Regions from separate parts of the Oryctolagus cuniculus genome. Here region 1 is linked to region 2. A link is a contact called in public Micro-C data. All regions are on one chromosome and are shown on one strand. Each heading gives the region's core, a stretch centred on a gene start, on an enhancer-like site or on the middle of the called end of the contact. The rest is flanking DNA. Distances are from core to core; before and after follow the strand shown.

Evidence for each region. Hi-C and Micro-C count contacts between places; a contact is called where the count stands out from the background.
Region 1: a Micro-C map of ear pinna shows a contact between it and region 2, with 5 times the contacts expected there. The contact joins the promoter of MIDN here to the promoter of PTBP1 in region 2. A contact is called at or near these places in 2 of 6 Hi-C or Micro-C datasets (ear pinna and an unstated tissue).

What each region holds. Positions count from the first base shown.
Region 1 is chr16:58,662,209-58,669,432 of mOryCun1.1, forward strand. It overlaps MIDN (midnolin), which reads left to right and starts at 5,132. Exons shown (of 6, transcript XM_051840305.2): 1 at 5,132-5,256; 2 at 6,594-6,633; 3 at 6,815-7,120; 4 at 7,215-7,224. The coding sequence starts at 5,132. CBARP (CACN subunit beta associated regulatory protein) reads right to left here and starts at 5,617. Exons shown (of 10, transcript XM_051840289.2): 1 at 4,850-5,617. The coding sequence starts at 5,008. ATP5F1D (ATP synthase F1 subunit delta) reads left to right here. Exons shown (of 5, transcript XM_070058463.1): 5 at 1-973. The coding sequence ends at 958.
Region 2 is chr16:58,438,776-58,445,988 of mOryCun1.1, forward strand. It overlaps PTBP1 (polypyrimidine tract binding protein 1), which reads left to right and starts at 3,409. Exons shown (of 13, transcript XM_070059484.1): 1 at 3,409-3,551; 2 at 4,362-4,392; 3 at 6,111-6,186; 4 at 6,275-6,447; 5 at 6,533-6,928; 6 at 7,019-7,129. The coding sequence starts at 3,544.

The sequences.
Region 1 (7,224 bases), core at 3,882-6,381, 230 kb after region 2:
GTGGGGGGTCTCCTCGCAGCCCCTTCCCCAAGCTGACCGGTGGCACAGCCCGCCTTCCATTAAACACCGGCGGCCGGCCTCGTGTGAGCGGGTGCCGTGGCTGCCGCCCGCGCTCTGCGGCCCCCACGCCTCTGTCCTCTCCCTGTGCTGTGGGGTTGGGGCCCCTGGGGGGGCGGTGATGGGGTGGGGGCGTGGCCGCCAGGCGGACGGGCTGACTCCTGCGCCCTCTGCCCGGGCTCAGCCCCAGGCTGGCGGTGTGGCCAGCAGGCGAGGCCCCGCCCGCTCCCACGGAAGCCCCGCCCCGAGCCCCCGTGGCCGGCTCCCCGGACCCCACTGGTGTCGGCCCCGCCGCGAACGCAGGCCCGCGACCCCAAGGCTGCGGCCGGGTCCCACCGGGGTGCCGCCCCGGGACTGGCCACGAGGGGGCGCCTGGCTGGGTGTGCGGAGCGCTGAGGTCAGACTGTGTCACAGCCCCGTGCAGGTGACTCCCCAGGGACGCCCCCGCTTCCCCTGCCCGGACCCCCCACTTCCCGTCCCCCATCCTGGTCTGGCTGCTATAAATAAGACCAAGGACACAGCGCTGGGGCCTGGCAGGGGCCCAGGACCGGCGTCCCCACACTGCCTCGGCTCCACGCGGGGCCACGCGCCCGGCTGGTGTGGGTCGGTGCTGGCCAGGCTGCCCTGGGGCAGGAGGCAAGACCCGGCTGGGCGCTTCCACCTGGGGGGGGGGGGGCAGGTGGGAAACAACCAGGACTCCCTGGGCGTCAGGTCGTGGGCTCTGGAACCCTGGCCCCCGCGACCCCCTGCCCGGAGCTCGCCCAGCCTCTGCCTGCCGGGCAGCCCCGGTGTCATCTGGCTGCCCACCCCAGCAGTAGCCTCCCCCCCACAGTGTGGCCAGCAGGGGTCGCCCAGCACGCCCTCTGCCCCACCCCCACCCTGTCTCACTTGCTGGGAGTAAGACCCCTATTCCTGTCTCAAGCCCCCCCTCAGTGTTTTCCCACCCTCTGGCTGCCCTGCGCCTGGGGTGGGGGAACCTGGGAGGGGCTCCAGGGTGGGGGCGGGGTGGCCAGGCCAGATAAAAGGAGAAGGCAGATAAGTGGACAGCAGGTGGTGGCCTGGAGCCCCACAGGGGGGCAAGACAGCCCCCGCCTCCCGGGCCGTCCCCAGGAGCAACGCCCAAACTGGGTGGCTGTCCACCCCGGAGGCGGGGCAGGGCCACGTGTGCATGCGTTTGTGGCCCGGGAGAGGCCCCCACGCGGGTCCGCGTCCCAGGGCCGGGACTGCCGGGGAGGGGGGGTCTGCTGCCTGCCCTGGCACCGGAGACACAGGCCCAGGGAGCCGAGGTCGCTTCCAAGGCCGGACACGGGCTTGGCCCTGGGCAGCCGGCCCGAGTGCCCTCTGAGGTCACCGGTAAAGGATGCGGGAAGCCAGGCGCTGGCCCAGGCACCCCGCACCCCCGCGGCCTGTTCTGCTGGGCGGCGGAAGGACGCACCGGGCCTGCGGGGACAGGAAGGGGGGACAGGGCCGGAGCCCGGCTACAGACCCCAAGCCCCAGTTTCGGGGCGCGCTGGGGTCTCCGGCCCGGCGGCACGCCTGTGGTGCCCATCCCCTGGGCAGAGTTAGGGGCCCCGGTGACCCGGGCCGGCGGCGCTCCGGGTCCCTGGCCGGCGGGCAGGGGCGGGGGCCGGCTGCGTCAGCGCCCGCCCGGCCCCCCGCCCCTTGCCCGCCACGACTCCACCCCGAGGGAAGGCGGCGCGGATAAAGGCGCGGGGGCCGCCCGCCCGGCCCCAGACCGGCCCGGCCACCGCGCGCAGCTTCCCGTACGCGAAGCCCCCAGGACTGCGGGGACCCAGGACCCTCCGGGCCGGGTGAGTGGGGGGCGGGACCAGGCGCCGAGGAGGGCCCCCGCTCCAGCCGGTCGGAGGCGCGCCACTTCCTTTGTTCTCCGCCGGGGCAGGCAGGTTCCTGAGTGCCTCCGACCTGAGGAAGCCCCCGGAGGTGTGGGGTGGGAGGGGCTCCGCGCAGTCGGCACCGCCCCGGCGGGGCCGCAGCCCCCGCTCCGCCCCCCCCCCCCGGCAGTGACCTTGAACTAGTTGTTCCGGCCTCAGTTTCCCCGTCTGCGCGACCCTCGGCTGCAGACGCGGAGTCTCGCGCCCTGAGAGGGTGCTCCCCCACGCCCGCAGTCTCGTCACCCTCCTTCCCGGCCGGGGGCAGCGCTGCGCCCCCTCCCCCGGGATTCCGGGCGACGCTTCCGCGCCGAGCCGGCAGGGGGCGCGCCGGTGCTGCTGACTCACCGCGGCCACGAGCCGTGCGCGCGGGCGCAGCCGGGGACGCCGCGTCACGTCACGGCTCGGGCGGGCGCGTCTCGGGAACCGGGCCCGGCCCGGGGGCCGGGCGGGAGGGAGGTGGCACCGGCTCGGGCGGGGCTCCCGGCGGCCACGTCACCGAAGGGCAGCGGCCCCGCCCGCCGCGCCGCCCCGACCTCCACGCCCACCCACGGCGCGGGTGGGGGCGAGCCGGGCCAGCGCCCCTCGTTCGGGGACCCCGGCCACGAGGCTTGGGGTTCGCGTTCCCGCTTCCGCTCGCGGGTGCTTCCCGGACGAACGAGGCGGGGAGGTCCCACGACTTCCTGCTTCTGCCGCCCCCTCCCCACGCCCTCGCCGCGCTCCCGGGGACGCGTGGGGGGTGCCACTCGACCCGGGGCCGGGGTCCCGCGCCCCTCCGGGCCCGACCGCCCTTTGTTGAGGGCGCCAGGCTCTTATGAATGGCTCCCGGCGCGGGCGGGGGCAGCGGGGGCGGGCGCGGCGCGGCGCCAGCCCCGCCCCCGCCGCGCTCCCCTTGGTCGCCCGGGCGCCGGGGGCGGGGACAGGGGCGGGCCTCGCTGCCACGTGGGGCGGTGCCGCGGCGGCGTTGATTGGCCGGGCTGCGCGGCCGACGGGGCGTTCCGCGCGCGCTGATTGGCCGGCGCGGGGCCGGCGGAGTAAGTAGTGAATGGGAGGGGGCGGCGGCTCCGCCCCTTGGAACGTTGATACATTATAACTTTTTTTTCTTGTTACTTTCACCCCCAGATCCTCCGAGCGGCGGCGGCGGCTGTTGCTAAGGGAGGGGACGCGCGACCCGAGCGGCGGACGGCACGGAACGCGGCTGGCCGAGTGGGCCCCCTCCTCCGAGACCCTCCCCCGCGCCGCGCCCGGGTCAGCGCGCTTCCCCCGGTAGAGAAGCCGCGAGCGCAGCCCCCACCCCGGAAGGTGCACCCAGGAGCCGCCGCGACCCCCGAGCGCCAGTCGGATTTTTTTTTTGGCTTTCCTTGCGCCGCCGGGACGTCCTCAGGGGAGACCCGCGCCGCCCCCAACGCCCGGAGCATCGCGGCTCGGCGGATTCCCGGACCCGACGCCGGCGGCGCGGCGAGGATTGGCGGCGCCCCGCGGAGCCCAGCCCCCCAGCGCGCGCCGGGGATGGAGCCGCAGCCCGGCGGCGCCCGGAGCTGCCGGCGAGGGGCCCCCGGCGGTGCCTGTGAGCTGGGCCCGGCGGCCGAGGCGGCTCCCATGAGCCTGGCCATCCACAGCACGACGGGCACCCGCTACGACCTGTCGGTTCCGCCCGACGAGACCGTGGAGGGGCTGCGCAAGCGGCTGTCCCAGCGCCTCAAAGTGCCCAAGGAGCGCCTGGCGCTGCTGCACCGGGACACGTAGGTACCGCGCGCGGCGCGCCCCCACCCCCGCGCCGCCCGCCCCCTCGGGCCGCGGCCCCCGGGCGCGAACAAAGAGCGCGCCGCGCGCGCGGAGGCAGGGGGCGGCCAGACGGGGGGCGGGGGCGCGCCGCGCGCTCTCGGGCGCCCTCTGCTCGGCCTTGCCTGCCTCGGCCCCCTCCCCCGCCCGGGGTCGCCGCACAAAGGCGGCGGCGGCGGCGGCGAGGCGCCCGGGGCCGGGCTCCAGCGGGGCCCCCTCGTGGGAATGCAGGAAATCCCAGCGTGGCGCGGGGGGTCCGTGAGCGGCGGCGGCGGCGGCCGCGGGGGGGGGTGGCTGGCAGGGCCGCGCCGCCCCCTCCTCTGCCTGCACCCGCGCCGCTTCCGCATCTGCTCCGCAGCCCCCTCCGCGTCTGGCGCCCCCCCGTGTCCCGTGCCCCGCTTTGTTCTCGCCTCTCCGCGTTCCCCGCTGCCTCCCCTCCCCCCCGATATTTAAATCGCCTCCGGGCCGGGCAGCCCTCCCCCCGCGGGCCTCCGGGGACACGCAGTGTCCATCCCCAGCGGAGGGGCCCCGTGGGGGAGGGGCGCGGGGGAGGGGCTCCTTTGTCTGCGCGGTGGTAGCGGCGGCCTGCGCCAGGGAGGAGGGGGAGCCCAGCCGGTAGCGGCCACGGAGGCGCGCCCAGGCCTGGATGTGGGCGACCGGGGACCGGGGTTGGACGCCGGTGGGCCCTGGGTCTCCGGGGCCGAGGCGGAGCCTCCCCCAGGCGAGCGGAGGACCCCTGAGTCTCAGAGTTGAGGTTCCGGGGGGAAGAGGGGTGTGACCCCGGAGCATGGGGGCTCCCAAGTGGGCGTCCCGCAGGCCCTGGGCTCTGGAGCCGCGAGTGGGTGGGAGCGACTTCCCGGACCCCCGCGCGGCCCGCGCTTCCGCGTCCCCGCGGCCCTCCCACCCCCAGTCTCATCCTCTTCCTTCCTCCCCCCGCAGCCGGCTCAGTTCGGGGAAGCTGCGGGAGTTTGGCGTGGGGGATGGCAGCAAGCTGACGCTGGTGCCCACCGTGGAAGCGGGTCTCATGGTAATGGCTCCGGAGCCGCCCCTGCCAGGCGGCCCAGCCCACTCCCCGCGGGGCCGCCTCCCCGGCCAGGGCAGCGCCAGGCCCCAGCACCCACCTCACACACCTCTTCCTCTCTTTGTAGTCCCAGGCCTCCAGGCCGGAGCAGTCTGTAGTCCAAGCCTTGGAGAGTCTGACCGAGACCCAGGTAAGATCGCACCGCCCCTCCCTCACCTGCAGGGGGAGGGGGCAGCCGCCGACCAGGGCCCGGGGCCATTTGGAGAGAGTGGGTTGGAGTTCCCTGGGGCCTGTGCGCTGGAGGCCAGCTGGGCCCGGTCACCCAGCCCTGCCCGCCCCCAGCCACCTGACCTTGAGGGCGCTCTCTCCCACGGTGGCAGCCATGGGCGGGGTGACCTTGGCCCACGCTCACACCCGGGGCCTGCACACACCCCCCCCACCCCCCCCCAGTGCTGTGGCCTCCGAGAGCCGGCAGTTTCTCCTTTTCGAAATCTTTGCGGTGGGGGCGTGAGGGCTGGTGCGGGTGCCGCCTCTGGGAGGGGGGTGGGTCAGCACCCCCTCCTCCTCTCTCTGGTCTTTGTTCTCCGCCCCGGCGGGGGAGGGGCGGGCACCCAGACAGGATGTTAGAAGAACTCTTCAGTAAGCAGCCGGCGGAGGCCCGGGCTGGCCCCGGCTCGGGTTCCCGATTTTGCTGTCGCCTTTATTCTCCCTTCCTCATTCTCTGGGCCGTGGTGGCTGGGCCACCTCCCAGGAGGGCGGCACGGGCGGGGGGAGCCGGCTGAGCGGCTTCGGCGGCGGCCGCCCCAAGGCCATCGCCCCTTCCTGGCGTGTAGCGTCCTGCCCTGGCCAAGCCCCGCGGGGGAGGAGGGGGCCGTGGGGCTGCAGCTGGGTGGTCTGGCAGCAGGGCCGGCGGCCAGGTGGGGGGGCAGGGCTAGGGGGTCCCCGCAGCTGAGGTGGGGGCCCCGGGTGGCTTCCTGGGCAAGTGCGGACAGGGCGCCCTGACCCCGGGGCGGGTGGGCGTGGGGGCAGGGGCCTGTTTGGTTCTCAGCCTGCCTCAGGAGGGAGGGGGTGCTGGGCTGGGCTCCCCGGGTTGCTTCCCTGCCTGGCACAGAGTCGCACACGCCCATTGCCCTCCCCTGGGAGGAAGTTGTAGGGTGGCGGAAGGGGGGGACCCCAGCTGCTCCCAGGAAGCCACCCTGGGCCCTTCCTGCACGGGGTGTCTGCGGGCCAGGGGGCAGTGCAGTGCAGTGCAGACCGCGCGCGGGGGGGGGCTGCATCTTGCCCACTCCGCGCCCCCCCCCCCGGGCTGCAGGCAGGGAATGTTACGCCAGCCGGCTGTGAGTCATCGGCCTCTGTCACTTCTCAGAAACCTCCCCCCCCCCCCCGCCTCTGGAGAGGACGAGGCTGGCCAGGCCCCAGAATGGGTGCCCAGTGTGGACGGGACACACACAGGTCTCGGGGGGGGGGGGCAGGCTGGACAGCTGTTGGGGCGTTGAGACCCTGGGGGACACCCACCCAAGGGGTCTGGTCAGGGCCCCCTTCTGGCCGCTCCTGGGCCCCTGCCCCGCCCGGGACAGATAAATATTTATCTTCAGAAAGCAAAGGTTAGGAAGGAAAAATTCACCCAGGAATTCCACCCACACGCCGGCCAGGCTGGGTGCCTGGGGTTGCCCCCTCCCCCTGCCGTCTTTGGGGACAGGAGAGAGAGGCGACCAGTGAGGGTTCCCATCGGAGGGCGGTGACCACCAGCTGGGCCCTGCCCCCTCGGGCCCCAGCCTCAGCTTCCAAAGACCCGAGTGGGCCAGGGCGGCCGGGGCCCGTCTGACCGCCTCTGTCCCCCACAGCCCCCAGCAGCGCCTGGGCCGGGCCGGGCTGGCCGAGGAGGTTTCCGGAAGTACAGATTCATTTTATTTAAGCACCCGTGGCACCGACAGGGACCCCAGAGCCCAGAGAGGGGCGGCGAGAGGCCCCAGGTCACACAGCGCGGGGGGGGCCGGGCCGGGCCGGGCTGGGGGCGCTGCGGGCGAAGGCCCCTGGCTCACGGGCCCGCGCTGGTCCTCTGCAGGTCAGTGACTTCTTGTCGGGCCGCTCGCCGTTGACCCTGGCGCTGAGAGTGGGCGACCACATGATGTTTGTGCAGCTGCAGCTGGCCGCCCAGCACACCCCGCTGCAGCACCGGCACGTGCTGGCCGCCGCAGCCGCCGCGGCCGCCGCCGCCCGAGGAGACCCTAGCATCGCGACCCCCGTGGCTTCTCCCTGCCGGCCCGTGTCCGGCGCCGCCCGAGTCCCCCCAGTGCCCGCCAGCCCTCCCCCCACGCCTGTCACAGCCGGCTCCTTCCGGTCCCACGCAGCCTCCGCCGCCTGCCCCGAGGTGAGTCCGGGCACCCCTGGGCCCCGGGGGTCCCCGCGCTCCTCTCTCCCGCGGCCCCCCGGCTCACTGCGCGCCCCCGTGTTCCCGCCAGCAGGTGGACTGCT
Region 2 (7,213 bases), core at 2,159-4,658:
CCTGGCCTAGCCCTGCCCTCACGCACAGGCTGGACTGGTGTCCAGGCCGCTGTGACCATGGCTACCAACGGGCAGCTTGGCACCCCACACCCCAAGCCTCTGGTGTTGGGCCCACAAGTGGAGACCAGGGTGTGTGGGCAGGGCCACACCTCTCCTGAGGCGTCTGAGGGAGGGTCCTCCGGCGCTCTCCCGGCTCCCGGGGGCTCCAGGCTCCCCCAGACTCGTGCCCTGCTGCTTGGCTGAGGCGCCCTCCCCCACGGCTCTCCTCGCCCAGCCCCTCGCCATGGCCATCCCTACCCCACCCCCGCAGTCCACAGCCTCCCCTCCTTTGCAAGCTGCAGGGGAGAAAAGCCCGGGTGTCTGGGCCCTGCGCGTGGCCACCCCTGGGTTCCAGCCCTGACTCCAGCCCCCGGCCAGTGCACACCAGGGAGGCAGTGGTGGCCCGTGTGCTCGGCTCCTGCACCCACGTGGGGGTCCCGGATGGAGCTGGCGGCTGCTGGCTTCAGCCTGGCTGTTGTGGCCATCTGGGGAGTGAACCAGCAGAAGGAAGACCTCTGTCTCTGTCTCGCAAGGAAATGTAAGAGTAAATAAGTGACAGCCCAGGGCAGCAGGAGCGCGTCTGGGGTGCTGCAGGCAGCGGGACCTGGCGGGAGGCCGGGCCAAGGCCAGCGCGGGGCTGGGATCTGCTTGCTCTGCGTGTGCCCAAAACACGGCCATGAAAGCCGCGGTTCCCGCAACAGCCTCATTGACACTGAGAGGCAGAGTTGGGGGTGGGGGAGAGGGAGGGAGGGAGAGAGGAAGGAAGGGAGGGAGAGAGAGAGAGGGAGGGAGAGAGAGAGGGAAAGGGAGGGGGAGAAGGGGGGAGGGATAGAGGGAGGGGGATGGCGGGAGAGGGAGAGAGAGACCGCCATCCGCTGGGTCACTCCCCAGATGCTGCATCAGCCAGGGCTGGGCCAGGCCCCAGCCAGGAGCCCGGCGCTGCCTCTGGGTCTCCCCGTGGGTGCAGGGCCCAGGCACCCTGCTGCTTTCCCAGGTGCATTAGCAGGGGGCTGGGTCGGGAGTGGGCCAGTCCCTCCACCGGCCCCCTGCGGGCCCCGTGGAGCCCCATGTGTGGGCTTCGGTGACGCCCTCGGGCTCCTGCACACCACAGCCCGTCTGAGACTCGCCCCTGCGCCTGGCTGCGCTGCGCTCCAGGGTGCCCCCACCCCCCCGCCCCGCCCCGTGCGGGCTTGTCCGGGCTTCCGCAGATGGACGCGCCTCCTGGGGCCACTCCACAGCCACTCACGCCGATCGCCCAGGAATGGCCACACTGCTGCCCCTTCCAAGCCCCCCAACTCCCCTTGAGCAGCAGGGGTGGGGTTCTGGGGGGGAGGGTGCCTGCTGCCTCCTGGGAGCAGCACTGGGTGTTTGGGTTGGGGCGGGGCTGGGGCTGGGGGCCGGTGGGTCAGGCAGGCAGAAGCCCGGGGCAGGGGAGGGAGGACGCCACCTCCTGCCCCACCCCTTCTCACCCAGATCGGAGGGTGGGGTTGGCCTGGGTTCCCGGGGCTGAGCCAGGAGCCGCCCGCGGCCTCGAGGGCCCCCACTGGAGCTGGGAGATGGGCTGAGGGCCTGGACGCCTGCCACGGCCACACCCTGGGTTCCTGCCCGGCCGCTTTCTGGGATGGGCGCAATAAGGAAGCACAAATTCTGAACCTGCAGCTGCACGGCCGCCGGCCCACGGGAAGACCCCCGGGACCCCGGCCCCGCCCCCAAGTTTGACACGGGGTAAACTGAGGCAGGCCCGCCCTCCCGTCGTGTCAGCAGCGCGGGGCGCACACGGGGCAGGGCCCCAGGTCTCCGGGTCTCCCCGGCTTGGCTCCCGGTACCGCAAGGTGAGCCGGCGGCCCCTGGCTGCTCAATCATTCAGGGAGGCAGCTGGCAGGGCCGGGAGTCGGATGACACCCGCGCCGCCCTGGGGGGGTCTGGCCCGGGGCTCTCTCTGTTCCTTATCTCAAAGACTGCTGTTCATCCCCCAGTGAGCGCAGTGGCCAGGGCTGAGCCAGGCGTCCACTCTGCTCCCCCGCGGGTCTCTGCCCCCATCCCTGGTGGTCCAGCGGGCGGGGGCGCCCGGAGGCAGCTGGCCGCAGCCACCCCGGCGGCCGCACCTTCCCCGGCAGGGACCCCGGGCGGCCCGCGCGCCGCGGCAGCCGCCCCTAATCCCGGCCGGAATCCTCTGGCGCCGGGCCCGCGTCGGGGCTCCAAGGCTGCTGGGCCCCGGCCAGGCCCGGCCCTGGAAGCGACGCCGCTGCCACGACGACGCCCACGGGAGGGGCAGGGCGCCCTGGCTGCAGCCGGGGGGCCTCCGCGCGGGGCGAGGCCCGGGCTCCACTGCTGGGCCGGAGCGGGGCCAGGTCCCCGGGCCGGCGCCCCGTGCGCGCCCAGACAGCGCGGAGACCCCATGCGCCTCCGCGCGGGGCGAGGCCCGGGCTCCACTGCTGGGCCGGAGCGGGGCCAGGTCCCCGGGCCGGAGCCCCGTGCGCGCCCAGACAGCGCGGAGACCCCGTGCGCCTCCGCGCGGGGCGAGGCCCGGGCTCCACTGCTGGGCCGGAGCGGGGCCAGGTCCCCGGGCCGGCGCCCCGTGCGCGCCCAGACAGCGCGGAGACCCCGTGCGCCTCCGCGCGGGGCGAGGCCCGGGCTCCACTGCTGGGCCGGCGCCCCGTGCGCGTCCCCGCGACCCTTCCCCCGCGGCCCGGCTTCAATTCTTGGGCCGTCGGGCAGCGGCTCGTGCTGGCGGCCGTCACCCAGCAGGGCCCGGGCCTCGGATTCCCCGCGCCCCTGCGGCCGGCCGGGCGCACCGCGCTCCAGCCTCGCTGCTCCGAAGCCGGACGGGACAGTCCAGGCTGACCGGGATCGTGTCCCGGCCGTAGGCTCCGTGGCCGCGGGCGGGCACAGCCTCGGCGGCTCGGCCCCGGAGGGACAGCTCGTAGAGAACTCAGCTTTTTGGCCACGTGCCCACAAGCATTATGGAGCCCCCGGAGTTTTCGTGCCCGACTCCAAGATGGCGACGCGCCTTCCCTGGCCCTCGCGCCCCGGGCGGCCTGTGCCCGCTTGCAAGATGGCGGCAGCCTAGGGCAAGCACGCTTCCTGCCGCCTGACTCGCCACGTACCCACTCTCAAGATGGCTTCTTCCGCCAAGGCCCAGGCCGGCTGGCGGCCAGATCATTGGCTCTGAGCTCGTCACGTGCGTCCGTACTCTCCTCCCCTCCCCCGATTCCACAGGACGTTTCCGCCTCGGCTCTGACGGAAGGCCGCCTTCTCCAATAGCGTTCTGGTATCCGCCTTGCGCCCACCCCCCTGGCGGCCCGGTAGCCACTGAGAGACGCCGGCCGGGGCCCGCGAGGCTCTCCCCGCCCCCTGACCGCCGAGGGAGCCAATGGGCAGCGCGCGCGGGGGACGTGTGCGGGCGTCTCCGCCATTTTGTGAGTCTATAACTCCGAGCCGTTGGGTCGGTTCCTGCTATTCCGGCGCCTCCACTCCGTCCCCTGTGGGTCTGCTCTGAGTGCCATGGACGGGTGAGTCGCGTCCGCCACGCGCCGCGCCGCGATCCCCGGGCTCCACCCGCGTCCCCGCCGCCACACGGGCGGCCCCGGCCGTCGCCCCGCCGGGAGGGGTGCGGGCTCCCCTCCCCCCTCCGCGTGGCGCGCGGGATCGGGGCTTCGGGGCGGCCGGGGCCGCGCTCTCGGGCTGCGGGGCCCTCGGACCCGCGCCCGGCCCACTTCCGGGTCCGCGCGCCCGCAGCTCCCGGCGCCGGGCGTCTCGCCGTCCCGGCGGCGCGCGGCCCTTCCCGCTTCCCGTCGGCGCCGCGCGCGTGCGCAGACGCGGGCGCGGCCCTGTGCGCGTGCGCGGGCCTCGGCGGGGGCGCGCGTGTTTCCCGCCGCGCGGCCGCGGCCCAGGGGCCGGGGCCGGGGCTGGGGGGCGGCCCGGGCCGCGGGGGCCGGTGCGTCGCGGCGCGCGGGCGGGAAGCGGGGCTGCGCTCGCCGGGGCGGGGCCGCGGGTGGAAGCGCTTCCTGCGTGCGGGCCCCGCCCGGCCCGGGGGCGGCCGCGGGCGGCTCTGGGGCGCGGGTCTCTGCAGACCCCCGGCCACGTCGGCGCGCGGGTGGATGCGGCGCCCCGGCTGTCAGCGCCGCCCGAGGGCGCGGGGCTCTTTGTCTGGACCTCGGGAACTCGGTCCAGAGGCGGGGCCTGGGGTCCCGCTGGGAGGGAGGGGCCCTCAGGACAATGGTGGCCCCTTTCCGGGCCGAGCGGGCCTGCGCGGGTGGGGGCCCGCGCCCCCGGGTCGGCGCTGCAGCCCGGGGCGCTGATCTCTGGCTTTCTCTCCGCAGCATCGTCCCAGACATAGCAGTTGGCACAAAGGTATGGCGGTCTTCGAGCCGGCGGGGGCCGCGGGCGGCGGCGGGGTGTGCGGGCGGCGCGGGCCTGAGCCGCCGTCGTGGGCCCGGCCCGCCTCGGCGCCGTGTCCGGGGCGGCGGGGCCGCGGGTGTTCCGGGAGGCGGGCGCTCGGCGGTTGCTGGTGTGTGGATGTCAGTGCGTCCCGCGGTCACGCGTGTGCCTGCGCGCTGCGGGCCGGCTGGCTGCCCCCCGGGCTGCGTTCCGCCCGTGTGCGTGCGCGGGGCAGCGCAGGCCTGGGCGGCCGCGGCTCCAGGACAGCCCTCGCGGGCTTCCCGTGCTGCGTCAGCGCGGGCTGTCCCGGGCCGGCAGGGTTTCCTCTGCGCCCGTGCGGCCGGGCGCCCTGCGCAGCTCTTCCTGTGGGCGCCGGCGGGCTGGGGGCCGGGCCGCGTGGGCGGGAGTGGCCGCGGTCTGCTGGAGCGGCCTGGGCTCCGGGGCCTGCTGCCCCGGTGGGCTAGAGCGTGCCCGCCAGACGGCTGTGGGCGCGCCGGCCGCCTGCCGTGGGAATGCACACGGGGCCGGCAGCCAAGGAGGCCGTCCTGGGCGGCCCGCCCGCCGCTCTGGGCGGAGGCCGGCGCCGCGATGCCCCTTTTAAGGTTCGTGCAGTTAGCACATGGGAGCCGCATGGGTGCCTGGACGCGGTCCAGCGGGGTAAGGCCGGGCGGCTTCCTGTGGATCCCACGGTGCCCCCGGTCCCCCGTGGGCATGGGGCGCCGGCTTCCTGTCTGCGGCACCGTCCAGTTACAGGAAGGGCGGCTGACGCTGCGGTCGGCGTGGTGGGGGCCGGCTCCCGGCCGAGGGGCTGTGGAGGGCTGGTGGGGGCCGCTCGGCTCCGCCTTCTTCCCGGCGGCTGGCGGTGGGCTCCTCCCACTCCGGTCTGTGGGAGCCTCTCGTGGGGCAGCGTCCTGGCATGGCCTGGAGGGGGAAAGTGGAGAGGCCACGTTTCCCTGCCCTGGTTCTGGGGGGCTGGGTGGAGCTGGGCGGGGGTCTGCAGCCTGGGGCGGGCTGCCTGCGCGGCTGCCGGCATCCTTGTTTCGTGTAACCGAGTCGCCCTGTCGCCTGGGGCTCCGGTTTCAGCTCTGAACAGACCTGCTCTATGCACGGGAGGCCCCGCCCCCTGCCCGGACGGGCTCCGTGCTGGCCCGGGGCACTTGGGCTGGGGGGGGAGTCAGCCCCCACAGAGGGGTCCTGGCCCCAGGGGGCTCTGTTCACAGCAGGGCTGGGGTGGGGGCAGGGGCGTGGCGGGTGTTGGCACGGGAGCAGGGCTGGGGGTGTGGGTGGGGTCTGGCCACTGCCTGTGTTGTGGAGCTGGGGCATGGCTGGGGGGTGGGAGCAGGGGGTGGGTCTGTTGTGGAGCAGGGGCGTGGCTGGCAGGGCGCAGGGGTGTGGGTCTGTTGTGGAGCAGGGTGGGCGCAGGGGTGTGGGTCTGTTGTGGAGCAGGGGCATGGCTGGCAGGGTGGGAGCAGGGATGTGGGTCTGTTGTGGAGCAGGGGTGTGGGTCTGTTGTGGAGCAGGGGCGTGGCTGGCGGTGTGGGCGCAGGGGTGTGGGTCTGTTGTGGAGCAGGGTGGGTGCAGGGGTGTGGGTCCTGTTGAGCAGGGGCATGGCTGGTGTCCTGGGATGGGGCGTGGCTGGGTGGCGCAGGGGCGTGGCTGGCGGGCAGCCCTGCAGCTCTGTTCTCTGGCAGCGGGGATCTGACGAGCTCTTCTCTACCTGCGTCACCAACGGCCCCTTCATCATGAGCGGCAGCTCCGCTTCTGCAGGTAGGGCCTGCGCCCAGGGCGGGCGGGCGGGCGGGCTCCCGGGCGGCGGGTGGCGCCGGATTGGTGAGCCGACCGCCCCCTCCCCCAGCAAACGGCAACGACAGCAAGAAGTTCAAAGGTGACAGCAGGAGCGCGGGCGTGCCCTCGCGGGTGATCCACGTGCGCAAGCTGCCCGGGGACGTCACGGAGGGCGAGGTCATCTCCCTGGGGCTGCCCTTCGGCAAGGTCACCAACCTGCTCATGCTGAAGGGGAAGAACCAGGTACCCGGCGGGCGGGGGGGCGGCAGGGGGGCGTGCGGCGGGGGGGGGGGGGACCGCCATGCTCACACCCCCCCCCCCCCCGCAGGCCTTCATCGAGATGAACACGGAGGAGGCCGCCAACACCATGGTCAACTACTACACCTCGGTGACGCCGGTGCTGCGCGGCCAGCCCATCTACATCCAGTTCTCCAACCACAAGGAGCTCAAGACCGACAGCTCCCCGAACCAGGCCGTGCGTGCGCCCGCGGGCGGCGGGGCGGGCGGGCGGGCAGGCGGGGCCGGGCTCGGGCTCACGCGGCCTCCTCCACAGCGGGCCCAGGCAGCCCTGCAGGCCGTGAACTCCGTGCAGTCGGGAAACCTGGCCCTGGCCGCCTCGGCCGCGGCGGTGGACGCGGGGATGGCGATGGCCGGCCAGAGCCCCGTGCTCAGGATCATCGTGGAGAACCTGTTCTACCCGGTGACGCTGGACGTGCTGCACCAGGTGAGGCGGGCGGGGCCGGGCGGCCGGGGGCGGGGCCAGGGCGGAGCCGGGCAGCCGGGGGCGGGGCTCAGGCTGCCTGTGGCCCTGCAGATCTTCTCCAAGTTCGGCACCGTCCTGAAGATCATCACCTTCACCAAGAACAACCAGTTCCAGGCGCTGCTGCAGTACGCGGAGCCCGTGAGCGCCCAGCACGCCAAGCTGGTGAGGGCCGGGCCGGGGCTGGGGAGGGGGCCGGGCGGGCCGGGCCGGGGCTGGGGAGGGGGACCGGGGTCCCTGGGCGCCCCT